2 separate regions of the Mus musculus genome follow, and region 1 is linked to region 2. Evidence: chromatin contacts called from public HiChIP or PLAC-seq data. All regions are on one chromosome and are shown on one strand. The core of a region is the stretch at or near the end of the contact, and the rest is flanking DNA. Distances in the headings are between cores, read along the strand shown. Region 1 holds the start of Onecut3 (one cut domain, family member 3). Region 2 holds the start of Scamp4 (secretory carrier membrane protein 4).

Region 1 (4,341 bases), core at 1,818-4,317, 110 kb after region 2:
AGGGCTGATGGCCTTACAGAATCTGGGACCCTGGGCCCATGTGTTGTCCAGCAGTTCTGTGGTGTGTCCGCCTTTTGTGTCCACAGGAGAGCAATTGGAACGTCACTCGTGCAGGTGACAGGCGAGTGGCATGGATTTGGGGTACACAATGGTTGTATGTCCAGGAGGGGAGGTCTTGGTCTTAGAATCCACAGAGCACCAGATCACCTGGAGACAGTGGATCGGGGGCACACTACCCGAGGAGAACCATGGACAAGACAGGACAGGACAGGATAGGGGCTGTGTTCTGGGGCAGGTGTCCTTGTGTCCCTCACTAGCAACAGGGCTCTTCAGATAAACCTGTGTGTGTGTTTATCCTAATGTCTTCCAGTGCCACCTGCCCACCCCCCAGGAATGCATGGCCCCAAAAGCCCAAAGACAGGGCGCATCTCATCACTGAGTTATCCCACTAAAGACTCCAGAGGAAGGGGAAACTAAAGTGGGTCTGTGTGTGTGCCAGCCTGCACAGTGGGCTTAGAATCCACAGATAGAGCAAGTAGCACAGGCTCCAACCAAACCCACGTCTATCTACCCCCCCGCTACGCCCAGGGGCCCCTGCTTCTCTGCACCCCACACAGGCTTGTAGTGTGGTCTGAGGGGTACAGTCAACCCAGTTCTCAGCTCCTGCCTTAGGGGCGCCTCTCTTGAGTCCCGGCTGCCCCGCCCCTCTCTGTGTTTGTATGCAGAGGGATCGATGAGGCTCTGGAAACCGCTATTGTCCCTGGAACGGGGTGCACAGCCCCCTCCCCACTACGCCATAGAAAAAACGCTCTGCCCAGACCACCGGCCTCCTGACACCCCTTCCCAATCACGGAGGATGTAGGGTCTATGGCACACCCCCACATTCCTCGCTGGGGTGGGAGGGGACAGGTTAGACCAAAGGAGGAGACAACGGGTCCCCCAGGGGCTGGCTCGCATGCTTCTGTGTGTGGGAGAGACTCAGGCAAGGCGCAAGAGAAGAAAAGAATAAAGAGAGACTGGACTGGGTACCGAAGAGGCAGCTCGAAGAGAGGGACAGCAATTTGTCCCCGTGGAGAGAAGTAGAAAGGGGGGACAGGAAAACAGGAGGGAGTGAGGCCCTGGGAGCCACGGGGGGGGGGGGGTGTGAAGGCCTCTGGTGGATGCCACTGAGCCCAGGGTCCCAAGGGCTGCCCCTCCCCCAATCTCAAATGACCTTTGCCAACGGCCAGAGGGGGGAGGGATGGGGGACTAGCGGATCGATCGTCGGCAGAGGCTGAGCTGCATAGGAAGAGAGCTCGGTGGTGGTGGTGGTGCTGGGGCTGGGGGCAGAGCGGTGGCCAGGCCTTGGCTGAGTCTAGTCAGCACCTAGAGCTTTGTGACTGGGTGGAGAGAGGGCGCCTTTGGTCCCTCTTGCAGGATGTTTGGGGACGAGGGGAGTGGCACCTCTGATCGCAGGGGATCGTGAACCCAAGGAACGTGCTACAGACGCGCGCATACACGCGCACACACGGAGCCACGCGAGGGCTGTTTTAGTTTAGCACCCTATGTCTACATCAGCCTCAAAGACACTAGACACCCTACACAGTCCCTAAAAGAATAGGGACGGAAACAATAATTGTATTTGCCCTCTTTCTATTAGTGACACTCGGCGATGCAGACCCCGGGTCAGCCTCAGAGGCTACAGTTTCCCCCCTCTAGGCTGGCAGGACGCACTAGCCAAGGTCCTTCATCCTGTGCCAACCATGTCCCCCAGGATCGAGCCTCAGGGGCCCTTGTCCCTACCTGCCAGGCGCAGCGCCGACATGCGCTGGAACTCCGGCTCCTGCAGCCACTTCCACATCCTGCGGAAGGTCTCGCGGCCGGATTTGAGCTTGCTCCAGGGCTTCGGGTTGCGCAGCAGGTCGGAGAGCGTGCCCTGCGAGCGGCACAGGATGCGCTGCGCGAAGATGGCCTGCGGGATGCTGTAGCGCTTCAGCTCGGCGGTGATGCGCTGGGCCACCTCTTTGGTGTTGATCTCTTCGGCTGCAGCGCCGGCTCCCGGGCCGCCGCTGCCGCCGCCAGCGCCACCGCCCCCTCCGGGGCCACCGCCGCCTGAGTGAGGCCCGTGCGCCCCGGCCGCAGCCAGCCCGCCCAGCGGAGCCAGCAAACCCGCGGCCGCCCCGCCGGCCGCCCCGCCGCCTCCCGCGCCGCCGCCGCCTCCAGGCAGCCCTCGGGCCAGCGCGTCCTCTGCGCGCCCCAGAAGCGCCGCGTGTGGCTCGAAGGCGGCAGGTGGCAGTAGTTTGTCCCCGGCCAGGTGGCCCGGAGCCCCGTAAGCGGCGAGCGGTGGCGGCGGCGGCGGCTGCGGGGCGCTGTGCAGAGCGGGGGGCAGCGCGCTGGGCAGCGGCGACAGTGGCGACCCCATGGTGGGCAGCTCCTTGCCATAAGGCCCGTAGAGGTGGCCCACCGAGGCCAGCGCCGCCCGCTCGTCGCGCATGAGGGTGAAGCTGCCGCTCACGCTGGCCGCCAGGCGCTGCGGAGGGGGCGGTGGCGGCGCGGTGGCCGGGTGAGGGTGAGCGTGTGGATGGCCTCCGTGCGCCCCAGCCACCGCGTGCTGGTGGAACTTATCGGCCACGGCGGCCAGCGGCGGCAGGTGCTGCAAGGGCGTGAGCGTGGTGTAGGTGCCACCCAAACCTGGGGCCTCGCACGCCATACCCATGGCCGGGTGCAGGGGGCCAGCCAGCTCCCCACGGAAGTCAGGGCCACCACCCGCGGCCCCTGCAGCCCCCGCGCCCCCGGCGCCCCCGCCCCCGGCGCCACCACCGTCCAGCAGGCTAGCCATGCCGGCCACCAGGCCTGGGCGCCCCGATGCCACTAGGCTTCGGTGTTGGGCCGCGGCGGAGCGCGCGTGGCCCGGGCTCAGCAGCTCGCCGGCTTGCGCGTGTGTCACCCCGTGCAGCCCCCCGAGGCTCTCCAAGCTCAACTCCATCCTGGGTGTCCTCTTCGTGTGTGCTCAAGGCCGCAGCATGGTCCCCACGCACTGGCCGACGCTCCTGGTGGCGGCGGCTGCTACTGTCCCGCTTGTTCAGTGCTCTCGCTCGGCTTCGGCTGCTGCGAGCAGCGGCCACCAGGATGTGGCGGGGCGGCCGCCGCCGGCGCCCCGGCCCGGGTCTGACGTCAGCGCCCCCGCCCATCGCTCCGCCTGCACCCGCCAAACCCCTTGGAGCACCAGGCTGGCTTCTTGGGTCTCCCCATTCTCCTTGCCCTGAGAAGAACCTGAGGGATTGGGGTGGGGGACCGCTAGTCCTGGCTCTGTGTGAGTGTGAGTGAGTGTGTGTGTGTGTTCTCATATCAGCGTCTTTGATTCTCTGTCCTGTACATTCCCCCTTCTGCCCCTACCCGCCCCCAGTTCCTGAAGTGTGGCTACAAACGCCCCCCAACTCTGTTGACACTCTCAGAAAGATGGGCTGTTTTCCCCGTATGCACACAAAGATTTCAAAACCTCTTTTGGGATGAAGTGGGGCTATTAGTAGGTCCCCAGAACAATCACACATTGGCCTCAAGCACAAGGAAAAGCAGGCATTTGGGCATTTGGGCCTCTGTTTCTTCAATTGTGCAATGTAATTGCCCTGCAGAAATCTTTCTTAACAGGGACTTTAGTGGTTTTTAGGCCCAGGATTGGGAAGACAGAGGCAGGTGGATCGTTAATTTGGAGGCTAGCCTGGTCTATGTAGCAAGTTCCAGTCAGGCAAGGGCTTTATAGTGAGTCTTTGCATCAAAGCAAACATAAATTCCTCCAAGGTCCGGTGTAGTGGCACATGCCTTTAATCTCGGCACTTGGGAGGCAGAGGCAGGTGGATTTCTGAGTTCAAGGTCAGCCTGGTCTACAGAACTGGATTCAAGGACAGTCAGGGCTACACATGGAAAAGATGACAGAGAGGGGGGGAAGAGAGAGGGGAAAATTCCTCCTAAGTCCCGTGTAATTGGCTACTTCCTGTCCCCAATATCTCTGGGGTCTAAGGATGTCTTGTCTGAGACTGGTCATCTCTAGACCAGCTTGGGTTTGGGGTTTTTTTTTTTTTTTCAGACTGAGATAGCTAGCCTAGGATCTCTCTCTCTCTCTCTCTCTCTCTCTCTCTCTCTCTCTCTCTCTCTCTCTCTCTCTCTCCCTTTCCCACCTGCAGACAGTGAAGGGGGACAGAAGGGGTACATGGATGGCACCCTACAGGCACAAAGCACCTGGGAACAAGACCCCTTGGGTTTGTGGAGAAGAGATTACCGATTACCAGGGTGGCCATGCCAGACTCTGGGGGGACCTTGTGTTAGGAGGGTGTCTTCACTCAGCCTCAGCCCCTGCCTCCCTTG
Region 2 (4,326 bases), core at 907-3,406:
GCTTTCAGTCAATGCTCATGGCCTGCTGTGCAAGCACCCGGATAAAGCCTGAGCTGACAGCCACCACCACCACCACCACCACCACCACGCTGTTCCACACAGGAGAAAAGCCAGGCTCCCCAGACGCCCAGCGGAGAAAAGGTTGTGGGAGCAGAGCCTCTTGGGCCTCAGAGGCTTCTCCTTGCTCAGTCAGAGCTAGACAGGGCAGGATGGCAAATCTGAGGAGGAAGGCACCACCACCTGCCATCCGGTTCCTGCTACCGAACCCTCTCGCCATCCTTAGTCCTCAGATCATTGGCTTGGCTGACAGCTAGCTCCTTCCCACACCTTGCCGTGACAACTAACCATAACCTACAGGCGATTAGGGTCAAGCAATCCTGGGAGCAGCGCAGCAGGAGGGGATGGGGTATAGCTCAATGGTGGGAATCTGCCTGCCCTGCTCAAACCCTGAGGTAAATACAGAGCACCAAACAAACGAGAAGGAAATAGGGGAGAAAAGAAAAAAGTGCCCACGAGGCGACCTGCAGGGCTACCTGACCATCATCATACCCACATCCTGGCACCCCCACCAATGTCTACCTGGCCACAGGAACCTATGCGATGGACTCAGGTACATCTGTTGGCTTTCAGGGCTCACCCAGCTGCCCAGGTCAACACTGAATGTCTCTATGGGCTAACTAGAGAGTCACGGGTGCCACTAGGAGTCCTGAGACTAAGAAGGGAGAACAGCACCAAGGGTGTCTGAGATCCTGGTGTCACCATGGCTGCCCCTGCAAAGGCCCCATGGCAGGCAGAGCCCATGAAGGGCGTGGTGACATCTGGCTTCCCCAGGGCATACACCACGCCTACAACGCACAGCGCCTGACTGGGCTACAAAGCGCCACTGTCTCCAGGGCAGAAGACACAGCTTTGTTTGTCCCCTCAAGACTAGACAACAAGGGACACAGAAAGATGGATGCCTTGGGGACAGATGACAGCCTGGGCTTATGGGCCTCTGGAGAGGAGTTTAATAGCTATAGGATGGTAGCCAATGCTTGGCCAAAGGGGCCCTTCATGTTCATTGCAATTGTGGCCTGTTATTCCCTTGTTTTAGGTGACAGGTGCCCACTGTACACCAGCATGGGAACAGGTTTGAAAGGGGCTCCTTGTACCACAGACAAGGACCTGCGGTCCAGCAGACACTTCCCACCTCTGAGGAACCACACGCCCTCTGCATTCAACAACTGCAGGCAAACAATGGGCCTTGGGTCCTGGGTATAGGGTCCAAAAGAATGGGACCGTGGCTGGACAGACTACAAGGATCAGGTCTGGAAGCTCAGGCCTGAAATACAAGTCACTCAATAAGCCACTAGATGGGAGTTCGGGGCCAGCTTCAGCGGTACAGGAAACTTCCAAAATAAAAAAAATGAAGTGGGCTCGGGGTAGAGCTCAGCAGTGCTGAGCCTACCTATGTCCACCAGTGAGGGACTGAAGCTTAGGTTAGGGCCCCTTGTGAGGGGATGGGGTGTGGCGCAGGGGTAGAGTCCCTGCCTGGAATCATCCATTTAAGGGCTGGGTACAAAGATTAGCGAAAGCTCCTGGAATCCACTTCTGAAGGGAGGGGAAGGGGATCAGTAGTCCAGTGCCAGTCTAATATAACCAAAGTCCAGGATTCGATCCCTGGTACCACCAAGATACCCCAAGAAACCCCATAGGGTACAAGAGCTTAAAGGGAAACTGCACACCTGCTGTAAGGATGGTGGATAAGATAACCCTGAGGCAGGGGACTGTGATGACCCGGAACATACAACCGGAAGCAGCTGGAAATCACAGGGTTTCCGGAATCAGAAGTAGGGTACACGCGTGCGCCGCAAACCAACGGCATAGGGCGCGGTGGGCGAAAAGCCCTGTGCACACGCGTACTAGCGTTGACTACTCGCGCACGCGTACTCCCACCGCCTCCCGGGACGCGCACAACCCTCTCAGGCTACGCGGTCTGTCCCGATAAGGCCTTCTTTCCCTGTCCACCGCCCTTGCCTTGTCACCATCTCCGGTGCCCCATGGCGGATTCGGAACGGCGAAAGCCGAACCCCTACGGCGGCTGCTCACCTGAGGGACACCCGAGCGAACGCCACGCTTATCCAAGTCCTAGCAACCGGGCCGCCACGCCTGCCACCGCGGGGCACCACGGGAGCGTAGTTCCATGGGCGGGGCCTGCGCGATGCGACTACATTTCCCTTAAGGCCGTGCGCGTGGCTGCTTCACAAGGCCTTGCTGAGTCTAGGGGGTTTTCTTATGTGTGCTGCAGCGAGTAGAATACTGTGGTTTGAGATCCTGGGATGGCACTGAACTCGGCCCCTTTGTGACACTTTGAGACATCAGCAGAGAGAAGACTTGAGGCAGAAGGAGACTCTATGGCCATTAGTCACTCAAAGAGCATCTGCCATCATACTTCTGTAAAGTCCCATGTTGCTGGTGAACAATCACTTTTACTGCTTGGAAAGTGACTGTAGTCTGAAGTTTTAGGTCCACTCAGGCCCTCATTCTCCTCATCTGTACATGGGTGAAACAGATATGTGAACTTCTGAATAAGTCTGGGGCTGGGGCTGTTCATGGAGTGTTTTCCTAGCACCCAGGAGAACCTGGATTCCATACATAGCATTCCTCATGGCACAAGCTGGTCATGCCTGCACTCTGGGGGTGGATACAAGAGAACAAAAGTTCAAGATGGTTGGGGCGAGGGCCTTTAACCCCAGCACTTGGGAGGCAGAGGCAGGCAAATCACTGGGAGTTCCAGGACAGATCCTGTCTTTAAAAAACAAAAACAAAAGATGAAGAAAATAAATGAACAAGTAATAGAGGCAGGAGAGATGACCTAACATTAATACCTTTTAGTTAATTATTGTTTTAGATAAAGAGTTTCACAGTGTAGCTTTATCTGCCCAACATGTCATTCCCAGGCCAGAGTCCCTGAGTCTCTCCCAGGGTCCTTCTTCCTCTGTGGCTTAGGACATAAACAGCAGATTGCCTGGCTGAGCCCTGACCAGCAGGAAGGTAGAAAGTGGCACCAGAGAGCCTGGGGTTGGCTCCAGGATCAACCTGTTTGCAATCTTCTAGGCCTGTCTGCCAAACACAATCTTTCTGGAATAAGGAATGCCTTGTGACCAGCTTATCAGAGCAGAGTAGGTCCCATGAGTTTGGTGTATGGCTGCTTGCAAGACAGATAAGTGGGAGATTAGTGTGGATATGACCAGCATTACAAAGCTAGAACCCAAGCCGGGTGGTGGTGGTCCACGCCTTTAATCCCAGCACTTGGAAGGCAGAGGCAGGCAGATTTCTGAGTTCGAGGCCAGCCTGGTCTATAGAGTGAGTTCCAGGACAGCCAGGGCTATACAGAGAAACCCTGTCTCGAAAAACAAACAAAAAAACGAAGCTAGAACCCTTAGGTACAGTGTCTGGCTTCTAGGAAGCCATGTGAACCAAGGGTCTTGGGAAGAAAACCAAGTTTTGGGTCATCACACCAAAACAGGGCCACCAGGAAACCCATGTTGTTTCTTTAATATTTTTTGACTAAGCCCAGGTCCATAGAAATGCTAGGCCAGGAGCTGTAGAGATGGCTCTGTGGCTGAGAGCACTGGCTGATCTTCCAGAGGATGAAGGTTCAGATCCTAGCACCCACATGGTGGCTCACAGCCATCCCTAACTGCAATTCCAGGAAGTCTGATGCCTTTTAAAACCTCTGTGTGCACAAGGCACATACATACACAAAGGCAAGGCACTGATATAAATATTTTTAAAAATGCTCTGCCAGGGTTAGAAAGGCAGTTTGCCAATGGGGAACCCTGATTGCTATCCCAGAAGAACCTGATGTGAGTCCCTGCACCCACATGGTGGCTTACAACCATCTGTAACTCCAGCTTCAAGGAACCAAATGACTTCTCCTGGCCTCGATGGGTGCTAGGCTGGCATGTGTTACAGAGACAGATAGATATGCAGAGAAGTTTTCTAAGAGATGCTATGCAAGGGAGCTAGAGAGATGGCTCAGTGGTTAAAAGGACAGCCTGCTCTTCCAGAGAACCCGGCTTCAACTCTCAGCACCAGGTCAGCTTGTACCTGCGAGGTAACTGCACTGCCCTTCCAGGGGACCTAGCACCATTACACAGACAAACCTGAAGGCAAAATATCAATACTCATAAAAATTTTTTAAAAAGATATCTTTAAAAGATGTTATACAAGCCCTCACCATTGAGCAATGCCCCTGCCCCTCACTGGCAGAGTCTAGGCAGAGGCTCCACTCAGAACCACTTCCCCAGCCCCTCAGCTGTACAGCAGTTTCTCTTTGAATTA

The links. HiChIP or PLAC-seq counts read pairs in DNA pulled down with a chosen protein or histone mark.
Region 1: an HNF4G HiChIP or PLAC-seq map of pancreatic cancer cells shows a contact between it and region 2. The contact joins the promoter of Onecut3 here to the promoter of Scamp4 in region 2. A contact is called at or near these places in 2 of 39 promoter capture datasets (the SN4741 cell line and pre-B cells), 1 of 115 datasets of contacts at active chromatin or transcription factors (pancreatic cancer cells) and 3 of 9 other capture datasets (adipose tissue, liver and pancreatic islet).

The regions. Positions count from the first base shown.
Region 1 is chr10:80,493,632-80,497,972 of GRCm38.p6, reverse strand. Onecut3 (one cut domain, family member 3) reads right to left here and starts at 3,067. Exons shown (of 2, transcript NM_139226.3): 1 at 1,783-3,067. The coding sequence starts at 2,965.
Region 2 is chr10:80,600,712-80,605,037 of GRCm38.p6, reverse strand. Scamp4 (secretory carrier membrane protein 4) reads right to left here and starts at 2,156. Exons shown (of 7, transcript NM_019575.4): 1 at 2,089-2,156. Adat3 (adenosine deaminase, tRNA-specific 3) reads right to left here and starts at 2,158. Exons shown (of 2, transcript NM_001100606.1): 1 at 2,089-2,158.